5 separate regions of the Sus scrofa genome follow, and regions 2, 3, 4 and 5 are each linked to region 1. Evidence: chromatin contacts called from public targeted proximity ligation data. All regions are on one chromosome and are shown on one strand. The core of a region is the stretch at or near the end of the contact, and the rest is flanking DNA. Distances in the headings are between cores, read along the strand shown.

Region 1 (2,700 bases), core at 115-2,614:
ATTCATGATACACAGAATCAGGTTTCTTAGAATTTGGGTAAAATGTCCACTAGTCCCACAAGTTCCTCTCTCTTGGCTCTCTCTCTTTTTATTGGTCTTTCTGTCTTTCCAGGGCTGCACCAGCGGTTTACGTAAGTTCCCAGGCTAGGGATGCAATCAGAGCTGTAGCCACCAGCCTACGCCAGGGCCAGAGCAACACGGGATCCATCTGAGCTGTGTCTGCAAACTACACCACAGCTCACGATCCTTAACCCACTGAGTGAGGCCAGGGATGGAACCTGTATCCTCACGGATGCCAGTCAGATTTGTTAAACTCTGAGCCACAAGAGTAACTCCTCATATTTTTAAAAAAGTTATAATGTGTTTTACTTTTTTCTCAAGTATAATAGTTCTACATTGTCTTAGGAAAGTTACTTAAATTCTTTTAAATTCCTGCATACAAAAATGATATTTAAAGTACCTTCAAATATCTGAAAAGTGCTCCATGAGTAGAAAATGTGCCTTTTGGCTTGTTAGAATTACTTCTAAAACATCTGCAATTTAATAAAGAACACTAAAATTCTTAGTTTTCCAGTCCTCATTTTAAACGCACAAATTTAAATATAACAAAAAATATGACAACTATAATACCTCATTCACAAAAAGCTCTTTTCTCGGGGGTAAAGGGTATGACATCAATGTGATACCCATGGACATACCCATTGTTCCTCAGAATTTGGTCAAATGTGTTTTCAGATGTCCTGCTGGACTACATTATGGCCGAGCCAACCATTTTAGTTATCCCTGAAATCCATTTTCTGAGGTAAGTCAATCCCACAGGAATACACTGGGCTCATCCAGACAAGCAAAAAGAAGGCACAGGCCCTGTCTATTCTTTTTATTTTTATTTTTTACAGTTTCAATCTTAGAACTCAGTTCAGTAGTCTCAAATGTGTATTTGGATCATGAATAGTTGAGAATATTTCATCCACTGGAAAAGCAAGGTGGAAGCATCTTCCATTTCCTTTCATTATACAAAATCCATTAATAAAAATTTGACACAAAAAGCAAGACAAAAAAACACAAAAAACAAACAAACAAAAACAACAACAAAAAAGCAAGACAAGTCCCTTCCAAAATATAGGAACAGGAAGCTCCTGTATGGTGCAGTGGGCTAAAGATCCGGTGTTGCTGCAGCTGTAGCTTAGGTAGCAACTGCCCCCCACAGGTTTGATCCCTGGCCTAGAACTTCCACATGCTGTGGGTGCAGCCAAAAAAAATTATATATATGTGAAGAAATTATTTCTCAATAGCTTATCTTGGTCTTCATTTCCTTTCCAGAGGTCCCAACTTCTAATGGTTCCATGTTCTGTTGCTATGAGTAATATCCTGCCTTAAATGCCCTGCATTACTAAGAAGACTTTTAATGCTGTATCATTTTTTTCCCTGTAAGTGCTCCCACATTTATCTTCCTCTCATTATTTTGTGACTCATTTTTTTAATATTCTGAGCAGTCTGGAGCATATACCTTTCTAAGGAGGTTAGGTAGGCATCAGAATTATAAAAGATATTGAGAATGACACTTTTTTTTTTTTTTTTGGTCGTTTTGCCTTTTTTTTCTGGGGCCGCTCCCACAGCATATGGAGGTTCCCAGGCTAGGTGTCAAAGGCTATGCCACAGCCACAGCCATGCGGGATCTGAGCCGAGTCTGTGACCCACACCACAGCTCATGGCAACACCGGATCCTTAACCCACTGAGCAAGGCCAGGGATCAAACCCACAACGGCATGGTTCTTGGTTGGATTCGTTAACCACTGCGCCACTACAGGAACTCTGAGAATGACACTTTTTAAAATCAATCCAGGTTTTACACATCTTTGAAGACTGGAAGGATCTTCCACAAAGATCTTTTCTTTGGACCAAATGACAAAGAAACTTCAGAGATTAGTAAGAGAATAAACTGTAATGATACATGGAAATTCAAAGAGAAGATCTGTGTGAATACACTAACACATAGCCGATGTCAGTTCCGTTTTCCCCCTAATCTTAGTCTATTGTCACCAAAGTTCTTATCAACAACATCCCAAAGACACCATACTAAAGTTGGAATTAAACTGTGTTGAAATCTACTCAATGACAGTAGAGGAACCAGAAGTCACGGTGAGTGTGAGAGACTGCCATCTATACCTCAATATCCATTGTCCCTTCTTCCACAGTAGTAAAATGGACATGTAACCACTCCGAATAAAAACAAGTCTTTCTCTTCCTTGCAGCTAAGTCTGTCCATATGACTTAGCTCTAATCAATGTGTAAGAACTGTTGTGGCAGCTTCAAGGAATCTTCCTTACAAGATAGGAGACACATAATCTTTGCTCCTTTCTTCTTTGACCCTTTCCTGCAACCTGTTATCTGAGATGTGGATATAATGGCCTCTTGGGACATGAGTAACAGGATTATACCCAAGAAACAATGGAGTGATCTGATAGAAAAGTCTGGAACTCTGACGACTGTGTGGAACAGAGCCTCTGGACTTTCACTTATAAAAGAGAAATAAAATCCTTTTTTATATCTTAATAGATATATTATAAATATCTATAATATAAATATTATATTTTTAGTCTTTGTTAACTTGGACATCTGTAACTGACAGCTGAACTTAATCCCAACTAAAACAATAAGAAAAACATGACAGTGAAGAGATTCCTTTTGATTGAGTTGGAG
Region 2 (2,700 bases), core at 141-2,640, 150 kb before region 1:
AATAAAAAAAACACAAAACATACTAAATGGCAATTTGGAAATCAGTTGTTCACTTAATGTCTTGAACACTTTAATTACTTAGTTCTCTTCCCGTGTTGTTTCTGGTACCATTGTTTCCTAAGGCAAACCACTCCTTAATCTTGGCTCCCCGGCTCAGAGTTTTGTGCACTCGGTAACATCTTTGGTCTCGTAGTCCAGTTTTCCTAGTAACTTTGTTAATGTGTTGTGAATGACGGAAGATTTGAGGATGTCATGTATATGATATTAACTTGTGAATTCATGGGACATATAACAGCAGATCAGTATCTGAAGGTACTGGTACTTGATATCCTGTTAAGGAAAAGTGGCCTCCAAATTTGAAGCTGGAAAGTCACCAGAACAACTATATGAGGTTTTAGATTTGGGTTGCATATAGTAAGATTGTGTACAAACTGAAATGCCCGTGTACTGATTCTTAAAACAACCCAAAAAATTCTCAGGTACGAAAGAAAAAAAATCTGGAGGGTGTAAATGCTAGGACAGCCCCTATGTTGAGCAGGTACTCAGCTGCAGGGCGGTGCCAGCTCCTTCTAATAAGCACTTGTACAATTTCTGGAGGTGGGACCAGCAAGACAGGCTGTGAAGTGCTCCTCCCCTGCCTCTCGGGCCAGCGGGCTCTCCCTGGGTTTGTCCTGCATCTTCTGTTCATCCCGTTCGTCTTCTTCCATCCAGCAGGACTCCATGAGTGAGAAGGTTCTCCAGCTTTCCCGACCAGGCATCACAACCCCTCCTTCTTCATTCTTTCCACAGTGACTCACTCGGGGAGGCTTTTGCAATCAAATAAATAAAGGCATTTCCCACCAGCTTTAAGCCCAACAACTTCGCCCCTCAATGTCCACCGCTCATGTCTCACATCCCACAAGCAGAAAAATCCATGTGAGATTATTGCTCGTGAGGAGGCTTGGGTTGCCCATGCGTGATCGTTTTCTGGCTTTTCTCCCTTGGCCTCTCTTTTCTCCCTTGGCCTCTCCCAGCCAGGAGGGCAAGAGCGGATCAGAGGCTCCAGGTGTGCGGGGGGGCCCCCAGGTTCCAACGGGAAGGACAGACAGGACTTGAGCCTTGTCACTGTTTTGGATCCTGAAACCTGTCGTCTGACCCTGGGGCTCTGCATGGTTAGGTTTCCTGCTAGGCTCCTCCAACCTGGCCCCCGGCTAACTCTTCGATGTGCCAACAAAGTTCTCTGTTTCCATTCTCCTCTCTACCCACAGACGGGAAATAAATTACCTAATGATTAGTTAACAACCCATGACTCTGTCTCATTTTGCAATGAAGTAGGACAAGTAGGAAAAGGCATTCTGAGCCCAGTCCCTTGAAGCCTTGAACACGAGGAGGAAAAGTCCAGTGATTCAAAGGAAGTGAGAGCCAGGCCTTTCTCTGGGGCCCGGGGAGAAGCTGGGTGGGGCCAGACTGAGCTGGGAAGGCCTGGCCTCTTCCTACCCACTCAGGAAATTTTGGCAGCTGAAGGGCTACTGGCCTGGGCAGCGTTGAGTGTCTGTGAAAAAGCCCGAGGGCCCTCTAGCCTGGGCCATCCCCACCCCCACCCCGCCCCTCAGTAGCTTCAGCTGCTGAGCTATACAGAGGGGGAGACAGCTCTGTCCCAGGCCCTTTCAGGCCAGCGCCAGTTGTCATCACGAAAATAAAGACAAACAAGGGAGGGAAGGAGAGGCCTCACTCCAAGGCGGTCAGAGGAGGGTCAGGGTGCTTGAGGCTGAACAGGGTGGGTATTAGCAAGGTCAAGGCAAGGCAGGGAGGGCTCTGATCCCAACAAAAAAAAGAAATTGCCCCTTGATATTAATATTCTTTCCTTTTTTGCTTTTGCTATTTTAGGGCCGTACCCAGGGCACACGGAGGTTCCCAGGCCAGGGGTCAGATCAGAGCTGTATCCGCCGGTCTACGCCAGAGCCACAGCAATGCAGGATCCAAGCCTTGTCTGCGACCTACACCACAACTAACAGCAACGCTGGATCCTTAACCCACTGAGAGAGGGCAGGGATCAAACCCACATCCTCATGGATACTAGTCGGGATTGTTAACTGCTGAACCACAAAGAGAACTTCCTTAATATTCTTTCTTGACCTGAAATCCAGTTCCAGGTGGCTTAGCACACACTTCTACTGGCTGCCCTCCTTCCTCGCATCATTTTGCCATGGACTATGGACCCTCTTGCACTAGAATCAGAGTGCTCTGATCCCAACAAAAAAGAAACTGTCCCTTGATACTAATATTCTTTCCTTTTTTTTCTTTGCTATTTTAGGGCCGCACCCACAGCATATGGAAGCTCCCAGGCTAGGGGTCAAATCTGAGCGACAGCTGCTGGCCTATGCCAGCAATGTAAGATCCGAGCCGTGTCTGCGACCTACACCACAGATAATGGCAATGTTGGATCCTTAATCCAAGGAGTGAGGCCAGGGATCCAACCTACATCCTCATGGATCCTAGTTGGATTTGTTAACCACTGAGTCACAAAGGGAACCCTTCCTTTTTTTTTTTTTTTTTTTTTTTGGTCTGTGCCTCTGCATGTGAAAGTTCTCTGGCCAGGGAGTGAACCCCAAGCTGCTGCAGTGACAACACCAGAACTTTAACAAGCTGTGCCACAAGGGAACTCCTAGAATCCGCCTCTTAAGGTCTGTTTCTGGAAGAACCCCAACCAAGGGTAGGATA
Region 3 (2,700 bases), core at 96-2,595, 220 kb before region 1:
CAACCCTCTGGGAACCACTTTATCTTTTCACTGTCCCCATAATTTTGCAATTTCCTTTTCCATAACATGATAGTGTTGGAATTATATGTAGCTTTTCTGATTTGCTTCTTTCACTTAGTAATATACATTTAAGGTCCTTCCCTTGCTTCTTATGGCTTGAAAGCTCATTTCCTTTTAGTGCCCAATAATAGTCCATTGTCAGAGTTCCCATCATGGCACAGTGGTTAGGGAATCTGACTAGAAACCATGAGGTTGCGGGTTCGGTCCCTGCCCTTGCTCAGTGGGTTAACGATCGGACGTTGCTGCGAGCTGTGGTGTGGGTTGCAGACACGGCTCAGATCCCAAGTTGTTGTGGCTCTGGCATAGGCCAGTGGCTACAGCTCTGATTCGACCCCTAGCCTGGGAACCTCCATATGCCGTGGGAGCGGCCCTAGAAAAGGCAAAAAAGACAAAAAAAAAAAAAAAAAAAAATAGTCCATTGTCTGGATGTATCACATTTTATTTATCTGTTCATCTACTGAGGACATCTTGGTTGCTTCCAAGATTAGGCAGTTATGAATAAAGCTGCTATAAACATCTGTGTGCAGATGTTTGTGTGGGCCTAAGTTTTCACCTCCTTTGGGTGAATACCAAGGAGTGTAACAGCTGGATCATATGGTAAGGGCATATCTAGTTTTCTCAGAAGCTGCCAAACCATCTTCCAAAGTAGCTATACTATTTTGTATTCCTGCTAACAATGAGTAAGAGTTCCTGCTGCTTCATATCCTCACCTGCATTTGCTGTTGTCAGAGTTTCAGATTTTGGCCCTTCTAATAGGTGTGTGATGATATCTCATTGTTTATCTCATTGCTGTTTTAATTAATTCATGTTGTTTTAAGCCACTGAATTTGTGGCTTATAATTTGCTTTTATACGTTGTTATAAAAGCAACAGAAAACTAGTACCATGATATTATGCAAGGAGGCAACGAGCAACCAGGAGACAGGAGCCTGACCCAGTGCTGCCGCCAGCTCAGTATGTTTCTTGAATAGGTTGCCCTGCTTTTCTGGGCTTCAGACACCTCAAGACTAAACTAGGAGCAGTAACTCCTGCCCTAGCTACAGCAGGAAGGAGTGAGTCAACTGGGGTATGATGGCTGTAATAGCAATAACATGGGACACGGCCAGTGAAGAAAGTTGGGAAGGCCAAGGGGGTGGTTTTGTGGTTCCATCAGGTGCTTTTGGTAGGTTCAGCCTTTTGGGGAGGCCATCAGTCCAAGTCATGACTTAGCCCAGGATGACTCAGGACCTGCCTAGAGAAGCAAGCAGGGGCAGGAGCTGGCCCTGCTGGGGAGCCCAGGCAAGGCATGAGTCAGGTACGGCATGTACATGAATGAGTCGGGGCAAGGCTTCCACCCAGACTTCCTTTCTACAGCAGGATCCGCTCAAGGGCAAGGCATCTGGATTTAGTACAACTTGAATTCCTGGCAGACCATGATTACTCACTGAAAATACTGAATGCTCAGCAGGACTTACACCAGACATAGATTCACAGGAAGCATCATTTAATAGTAATGTCCAGGTCTTCTATGCTCACGGTCCCCAATCCTTCTGAGAAGCCTGCAACCGTATTCACCTTTGACAGATGTGTGAGCAAGTTCTAGAACTGGCATAAGGGCATGCGATCATTAAAAGGTACAGCCAGATGGCAACTCAGATCTGCTTGTCCACAAAGTATCCAGCTGGCAGAAAGCACCAATATCAATGAGTCCCAACTCTCATTTTATAAATAAATAAAGAAGATAAATTTCCAAGTTTGCTCAGCTAGTTAAGAGGGTTAGGACTCCATTGTTTGTTTGTTTTTTGTCTTTTGTCTTTTGTCTTTTTAGGGCCACACCCATAGCATATGGAAGTTCCCAGGCTTGGAGTCTAATCAGAGCTGTAGCTGCCGGCCTACACCAGAGCCACAGCAACACCAGATCCGAGCCACATCTGTGACCTACATCACAGCTCACAGCAACACTGGATCCTTAACCCACTGAGCGAGGCCAGGGATCGAACCCGAAACCTCATGGTTCCTAGTCAGATTTGTTAACCACTGCGCCACGATGGGAACTCCAGGACTCAGTTCTTGACTCCTGATCCATTATTCCTTCCATTAAGCTTTGGGGGTCATAGACGTCTTTGGGAAGCTGGTACAAACTGTGGCTCTGAACATCTACACACATGTATTTTGCCAGCAGTTCTGGGATGAGACTGTGAACCACCCCCCTCTATCTACGGACACCAAGTTAAGAGCCCCTGCATTATCCCCTCTCCCTCTCTTGAGTTCAGGGTGGGAGCTCTAGGGTGCCTGTATATTGACCAACCTTGTAAAAGAGAGGGTTTATTTTCCCTCTAAGTCATACACCACCATCCCCTTCTTTCACCAACCTTTCATTTTTTAATAACAGCTTCACTGAGATGTGATTCACAGACTATATAATAAGCTCTCCTGCTACTGCTGCCTCCTCCACTGCTTCTGGAAAATGAGGGTAATTCCACAACTCTTTGCATCATTGGATTGCTAAGAAAACCTATGAGGTCATTTGTACGTGGTAATCAGTGCTTTGCCAAATAGTCATTTCGGTCTTATTCCCTTCTGGGCATACCTATACTTCTTGGTGTCCTTCTCCCCCACCCCCACCTTTTTAGGGCCACACCCATGGCATATGAAAGTTCCG
Region 4 (2,700 bases), core at 140-2,639, 250 kb before region 1:
CATATACATGACCAAATACACAAATATTTTCTTGTTTTTCGATCTTCTACACAGTGGCAGCATATTATGCACAGTGTTATGCATTCAACGTAACTTAGAGATAGTTCCATATCTTTACATACCAATGGTTGAACATTAGAATTATCTGAGTAGCTTTTACACATTCCAAATGCCCAAATCAATGAAATCAGGATCCATTGGGGTGGAGCATAGGCATCAAGATTTTTAAGCTTTAAGTGCAGCCAAGGTTGTGTACCACTGTTACATAAAGAGCTTCCTGAGAAAGGAAGTGGAAGGAAGAGGAAATATAATAATTTCATCATTGCTTATAAAAGAAAATTAGGGTGACCAACTGTCCTGGTTTTCCAGAGACTGAGGAGTTTCATAGGACATGGGGCCCTCAGCTCTACAGCCAGGATGACCTGCTCACCTTATAAAGAAAATTGATAGAACTTCAATTCAACATAGTACTGAATGCCACAGCCGGAGCAATGAGGCAAGGAAAAGAAATAAAATGCATTCAAACTAAATTAGGAAGTAAAATTATCTCTCAACATATATGACATAATCTTATATATAGAAAACCCTAAAGACTCCACCAAAAAAAACTGTTAGCACTAATAAATGAGTTCAGTAAACTTGCAGGATAAAAAAATCAACAAGTAGGAGTTCCTGTTGTGGGTCAGCAGAAATGAATCTGACTAGCATCCATGAGGATGCAGGTTTAACTCCTGGCCTCGCTCAGTGGGTTAAGGATGCAATGTTGCCCTGAGCTGTGGTGTAGGTCATAGATGTGGCTCAGATCTGGCATTGCTGTGGCTGTGGTGTAGGCCAGTAGCTACAGCTCTGATTCGACCCCTAGCCTGGAAACCTCCATATACCACAAGTATGGCCCTAAAAAAAAAAAAAAAAATTGACATGCAGAAATCAAATGCCTTTCTATTCACTAACAAACTACCTGAAAGAGAAATCAAGGAAACAATCTTATTTACATCAGCAGCAAAAACAATGAAGTAGGAATAAATTTAACCAAAGAGTTGAGAGAATTATACACTGAAATGCTTAAGATATTTGTGAAGGAAATTGAAGAAGACACAAATAAATGAATAGATATCTCATGTTTTGGGGGTGAAATGGTAAAAATATCTAAAGAAATAGAGGATCAAGGGTTATTACATAACTATCATCAACTGTACTTCAATAAAACTTAAAAAGGGAGGGGGTCATCATACAACATTAAGATTAGAGTAAGAGGGAGTTCCCTAGTGGCTCAGTGAGTGAAGGATCTGGCATTGTCACTGCTGTGGTTCAGACTGCAACTGTGGTGAAGGTCTGATCCCTGGCCTGGGACCTTCCATATGCTACAGGCACGACCGAAAAAAAAAAAAAAACACTAAAGAAGAGGAAGTTTTGCCTTTCGATATTAAACTGTGCATCACACCCTCCAGACTGTCCAGTTCTGGCACTGTTCATTGTCTTTGAGCCATTTTACACCTCTTTGTAACTGTAGGTAAATGAGAAGTATGCAAATCTGTATTGTCTGGTAGTTTCCTTCGACTTCCTTAACTCAGGGGGAAAAACAGTTTTGTCTCCATTTGTAATTCAACCCCTTATTTCATTTGTATTTGTATTCCTTGGACTTTTCCTCTGAACCAGTTGTAACATCTGTCTGATTCCCTTGCTAATTAAAGGGTAAGATAAAATCTTTAAGGTGTTCATTCTTGCATCCATTCACGTGACAGTCATGCTCTTGCTTCTTTCTGAAAATTATTTGTTTAACAAGGCCCTAAAGGTAACTACTAGATAAGAAACACAAACCTTCCAAATTATCACTGAAAGTACAAACACAATAATAAGACAAAACTAATAGGAGACAGGAGGGAAGGGGGTAGGGAACAACCTTTAAAAAAAATAACATTAAAAAAAAATGACATAGCAGGAGTTCCCATCATGGTGCAGTGGAAATAAATCCAACTAGGGACCATGAGGTTGTGGGTTCGATCCCTGGGTTCACTCAGTGGGTTAAGGATCCAGTGTTGCCATGAGCTATGGTATAGGCCCACAGCTATAGCTCTGATTCGACCTCTAGCCTGGGAACCCCCATATGCTGCAGGTATGGCCCTAAAAAGAAAAAGAAGAAGAAGAAATAATGACACTGCAGAATTCCTGTTGTGGCTCAACAGGTTAAGAACACAGCATAGTATCCACGAGGATGCAGCCTCGATTCCTGGCCTTGCTCAGTGGGTTAAGGATCTGACATTGCCTTGGCTGTGGCGTAGGCCGGCAGCTCCAACTCTAATTTGACCCCTAGATCAGAACTTCCATATGCCGCAAATTTGGCCATAAAAAAGGAGGGAGGAGTTCCTGTTGTGGCGCAGTGGTTAATGAATCCTACTAGGAACCATGAGGTTGCGGGTTCAATCCCTGGCCTCGCTTAGCGGGTTAAGGATCCGGTGTTGCCGTGAGCTATGGTGTAGGTCACAGAGGCAGCTCGGATCCCGAGTTGCTGTGGCTCCGTAGTAGGCCAGTGGCTACAGCTCCGATTCAACCCCTAGCCTGGGAACCTCCATATGCCTTGGGAGTGGCCCTAGAAAAGGCAAAAAGACAAAAAAAGGTGGGGGGGAGGGAAAAATGACATAGCTGTTGAGGATACAACATAAACTTGTTAGAACCAATAATGGCAGAAGATTTAACTTCCAG
Region 5 (2,700 bases), core at 108-2,607, 190 kb before region 1:
AAGGGAGGACAAGGCTGTGGAAGACTCCCTTTCATCCCATCCCCAACTCGGGCACCCAGAGTTATGGGCTTGCACTAGGCCAGGGGTAAAATAAGGCCTTCATTTCCAAAGAGGAGTCCAAAGACGGTCCCTCAAAGCTGCAATCGCTCCACCTCGGGGTTGGTGCCTAGAGGACACTGTGCCTTAAGATATGGACTCCCAGAGTTCCCGCTGTGGCACAAAGGATTGGTGGTATCTCTGCAGTTTCAGGACATAGGTTCTATCCCCGGCCCTAGCACAGTCGGTTAAGGGATCTGCAGCTGCAGCGTATGTTGCAACTGCAGCTTGAATCTGAATCTGATCTCTGGCCAGGAATTCCATATGGCACAGGGCAGCCAAAAAAAAAAAAAGAGAGAGAGAGAGACCGACTCCCTTCATTGTGGAACCTGGGATGGCCGCAGCTCCCAGACAGGTAACCTCAGACTGTCAACAACCTGGGCCAGGGCTCCACATCTCCTCCAGTTCACCTGAGTGAGCCAGGTTGTACCAAGAGGTAAAAATGGTGGTGTGAGATGGTTACCTGGACCAAGCGTTCTCAAAGTGTGGTCCTAGGACCAGCAGATCAGCATCACCTGGGAACTTGTTAGGAGTACAGATTCTCAGGCCACCCCAGACCTACTGAACTGGAAACTCCTGGGATGGGGCCTGGCAATCTGTATTTTAACAAGTCGTCCGGAGGAGTCTGATGCGCATTGACATTTGAGAGCCATGGCACAGGTTCCAAGTTATATGAGGCAGAGAGACATGTCTTGTCCTGGTGTGTATCCTCAGCTCTAGCCACAGCTGCTGATATACAGAAAGAAATCACGGACACTTTATTGAATGAATGAATGGTTTCGCTCCACTTGTCACTGACTGCTTCTCTCCAACCAAGTGCCAACCAGGACGTGAGCAAGCCAATAAAAAGAGAAGGGTGTGGGATATCTGATAATTTGCTCTAGCTCCTTGTTGGCTCAGTTTAGCCTCTGAATTATTTAGCAGGACCCAGCCCATTTCACGTTACAGAGGAGGCCTTGGCTCTTTGAATTTTTTTTTTTTTTTTTTCTAATCTCCAGAAACCAAAACACTTTCCATTTGCTTTCAGAACCAAGCTCTCCCCCTACATTATCCTGACTCTGAAAGAAAAGGAGGATGCAGCTGGAAGGATGTTTTTACCTTTTCAAGTTAAAATATACCCAAATTATTATACATCTGGTCCCAGGAGAACCAAGAAATAGAAGCAAGCATTTCTTAGAAATCCTGGGGTGGGAGGTTACACACAAGGAACAGACCTGCTTCCCTTTAGCCCTCAGTCTGTGGCCAGAGGCTGGGTGGGGTTCCACGCCTTCCCTCATCGGATTCTGAATTACAGGCCAACTTTGCAATTCTCTGATACGGCTACCTCCCTGTACAGACCCAACGCTGGGATTTCTTTGGGCTCATATGTCCCAAAACCATCCATATTGTCACCCAACCCAGTTCTCTTTCTCCTATAACCACACATATTTCAGCTGGCAAGAGGCTAGAGTCAGACAGGCCAGACACAGGGCCAGGGCACTGAGATGATGCCTGTTTCTGGAGCTGTGGCTGCTTGCCACTGGCCCTGCCTTTACGAGGTTACCATAATCAAATGACATGCATTGACCTTGCATGTCTTGGGCCATCTATCCTCCACTGGGCATCCAGCACCTTCTCTCTTTCTTTTTTTTTTTTTATACAGGATCCCTGCAGCAGTATAACAGAACAACGAGGTTGAGGAACAGTTAGTTTATTTAGTCTCTTGTTTTCTGCTGGCTATAGGCTCATAATGAAAAAATAAAGTATCCCGCTTCCTCCTAAAGGATAACCAGGGCTTAAGTCCTGGGATTTGGGTTCCCCTGGCCCAAAGGGGAGAGTCTTTGTTTTTATCAAGTTGTTCAGGAGCTAGTCAGAGGGCTTGGGAGGTAGCTGAGGAGGGGAATGCCTCAAAGTTCAGGGAAGGAAAAGGGGCCAGAGTCATCCACCTGCACAGGTCCCCTGACTCAGAGGGGTCAGCATCCCAGGAGCAGTGGTGCCTTGAAGATGAGAGACAGTGGCACCGGGGGTGGTGGCCTGAGAAGCTCCTCAAAGCTGCATCCTAGCTTAGTTCAAAAGAGATGGAGCCATGGGCCTGGGAGAGATGACGAGGCTGTGGACAGAGGGCACTAGGAGAAGTCACCAATGCCTGTTGAAGCCTGGGGTTCCTCTGCAGCCCAAGGATGAGGGTGGGGGGGTGGGGTGGAAGAGGAAAGGGGGACCCTCAGCAAAAGACAGAAACTTTCTTTCCTCCCAGCGCCAGTGGGAGGGGCCAGGTGAGATATGATTTGTCACTCTTCACACTTTAGGGATCTGGAAGAACATTTGACTTCTCCAATAGAAGAAGTAAGCTCCTAGAGACAGGCACAGGTCTTGTACTTTTTTTTTTTTTTCTCCAGCAAGCAAGCAAAGTTTTTATTAAAGGAAAGCAGATAGCTCCCAGGGCTGCTGGGAGGGGCGGAGAAGAGCCCCCCTTTCTCTACTGTCCTATAGGGGGTTTTATTCCTTAAAGGTGGGGAGGGTACCAACATGGGGTCCAGAAACATGTGGTTTTCTCCCATTGGCCTTGTTCAATAACCTGTATCTGTCCTTGTCCAATAACCTGTATCTGTCCTTGTCCAATAGGGT

The links.
Region 2: a targeted proximity ligation map of alveolar macrophages shows a contact between it and region 1. A contact is called at or near these places in 1 of 47 Hi-C or Micro-C datasets (liver) and 1 of 2 datasets of targeted methods (alveolar macrophages).
Region 3: a targeted proximity ligation map of alveolar macrophages shows a contact between it and region 1. A contact is called at or near these places in 1 of 47 Hi-C or Micro-C datasets (embryonic fibroblasts) and 1 of 2 datasets of targeted methods (alveolar macrophages).
Region 4: a targeted proximity ligation map of alveolar macrophages shows a contact between it and region 1. A contact is called at or near these places in 1 of 47 Hi-C or Micro-C datasets (epiblast stem cells) and 1 of 2 datasets of targeted methods (alveolar macrophages).
Region 5: a targeted proximity ligation map of alveolar macrophages shows a contact between it and region 1. A contact is called at or near these places in 1 of 47 Hi-C or Micro-C datasets (liver) and 1 of 2 datasets of targeted methods (alveolar macrophages).

The regions. Positions count from the first base shown.
Region 1 is chr3:79,810,072-79,812,771 of Sscrofa11.1, forward strand. The region is part of intron 2 of COMMD1 (COMM domain-containing protein 1); the gene reads right to left. Among named protein-coding and RNA genes, the nearest start is that of COMMD1, 100 kb to the right of the region's middle.
Region 2 is chr3:79,664,936-79,667,635 of Sscrofa11.1, forward strand. No RefSeq gene overlaps it. Among named protein-coding and RNA genes, the nearest start is that of B3GNT2, 38 kb to the right of the region's middle.
Region 3 is chr3:79,588,261-79,590,960 of Sscrofa11.1, forward strand. The region is part of intron 1 of LOC106508312 (a long non-coding RNA gene); the gene reads right to left. Among named protein-coding and RNA genes, the nearest start is that of B3GNT2, 110 kb to the right of the region's middle.
Region 4 is chr3:79,555,077-79,557,776 of Sscrofa11.1, forward strand. All of the region lies in intron 1 of LOC106508312 (a long non-coding RNA gene), which reads right to left. Among named protein-coding and RNA genes, the nearest start is that of TMEM17, 140 kb to the left of the region's middle.
Region 5 is chr3:79,624,369-79,627,068 of Sscrofa11.1, forward strand. No RefSeq gene overlaps it. Among named protein-coding and RNA genes, the nearest start is that of B3GNT2, 78 kb to the right of the region's middle.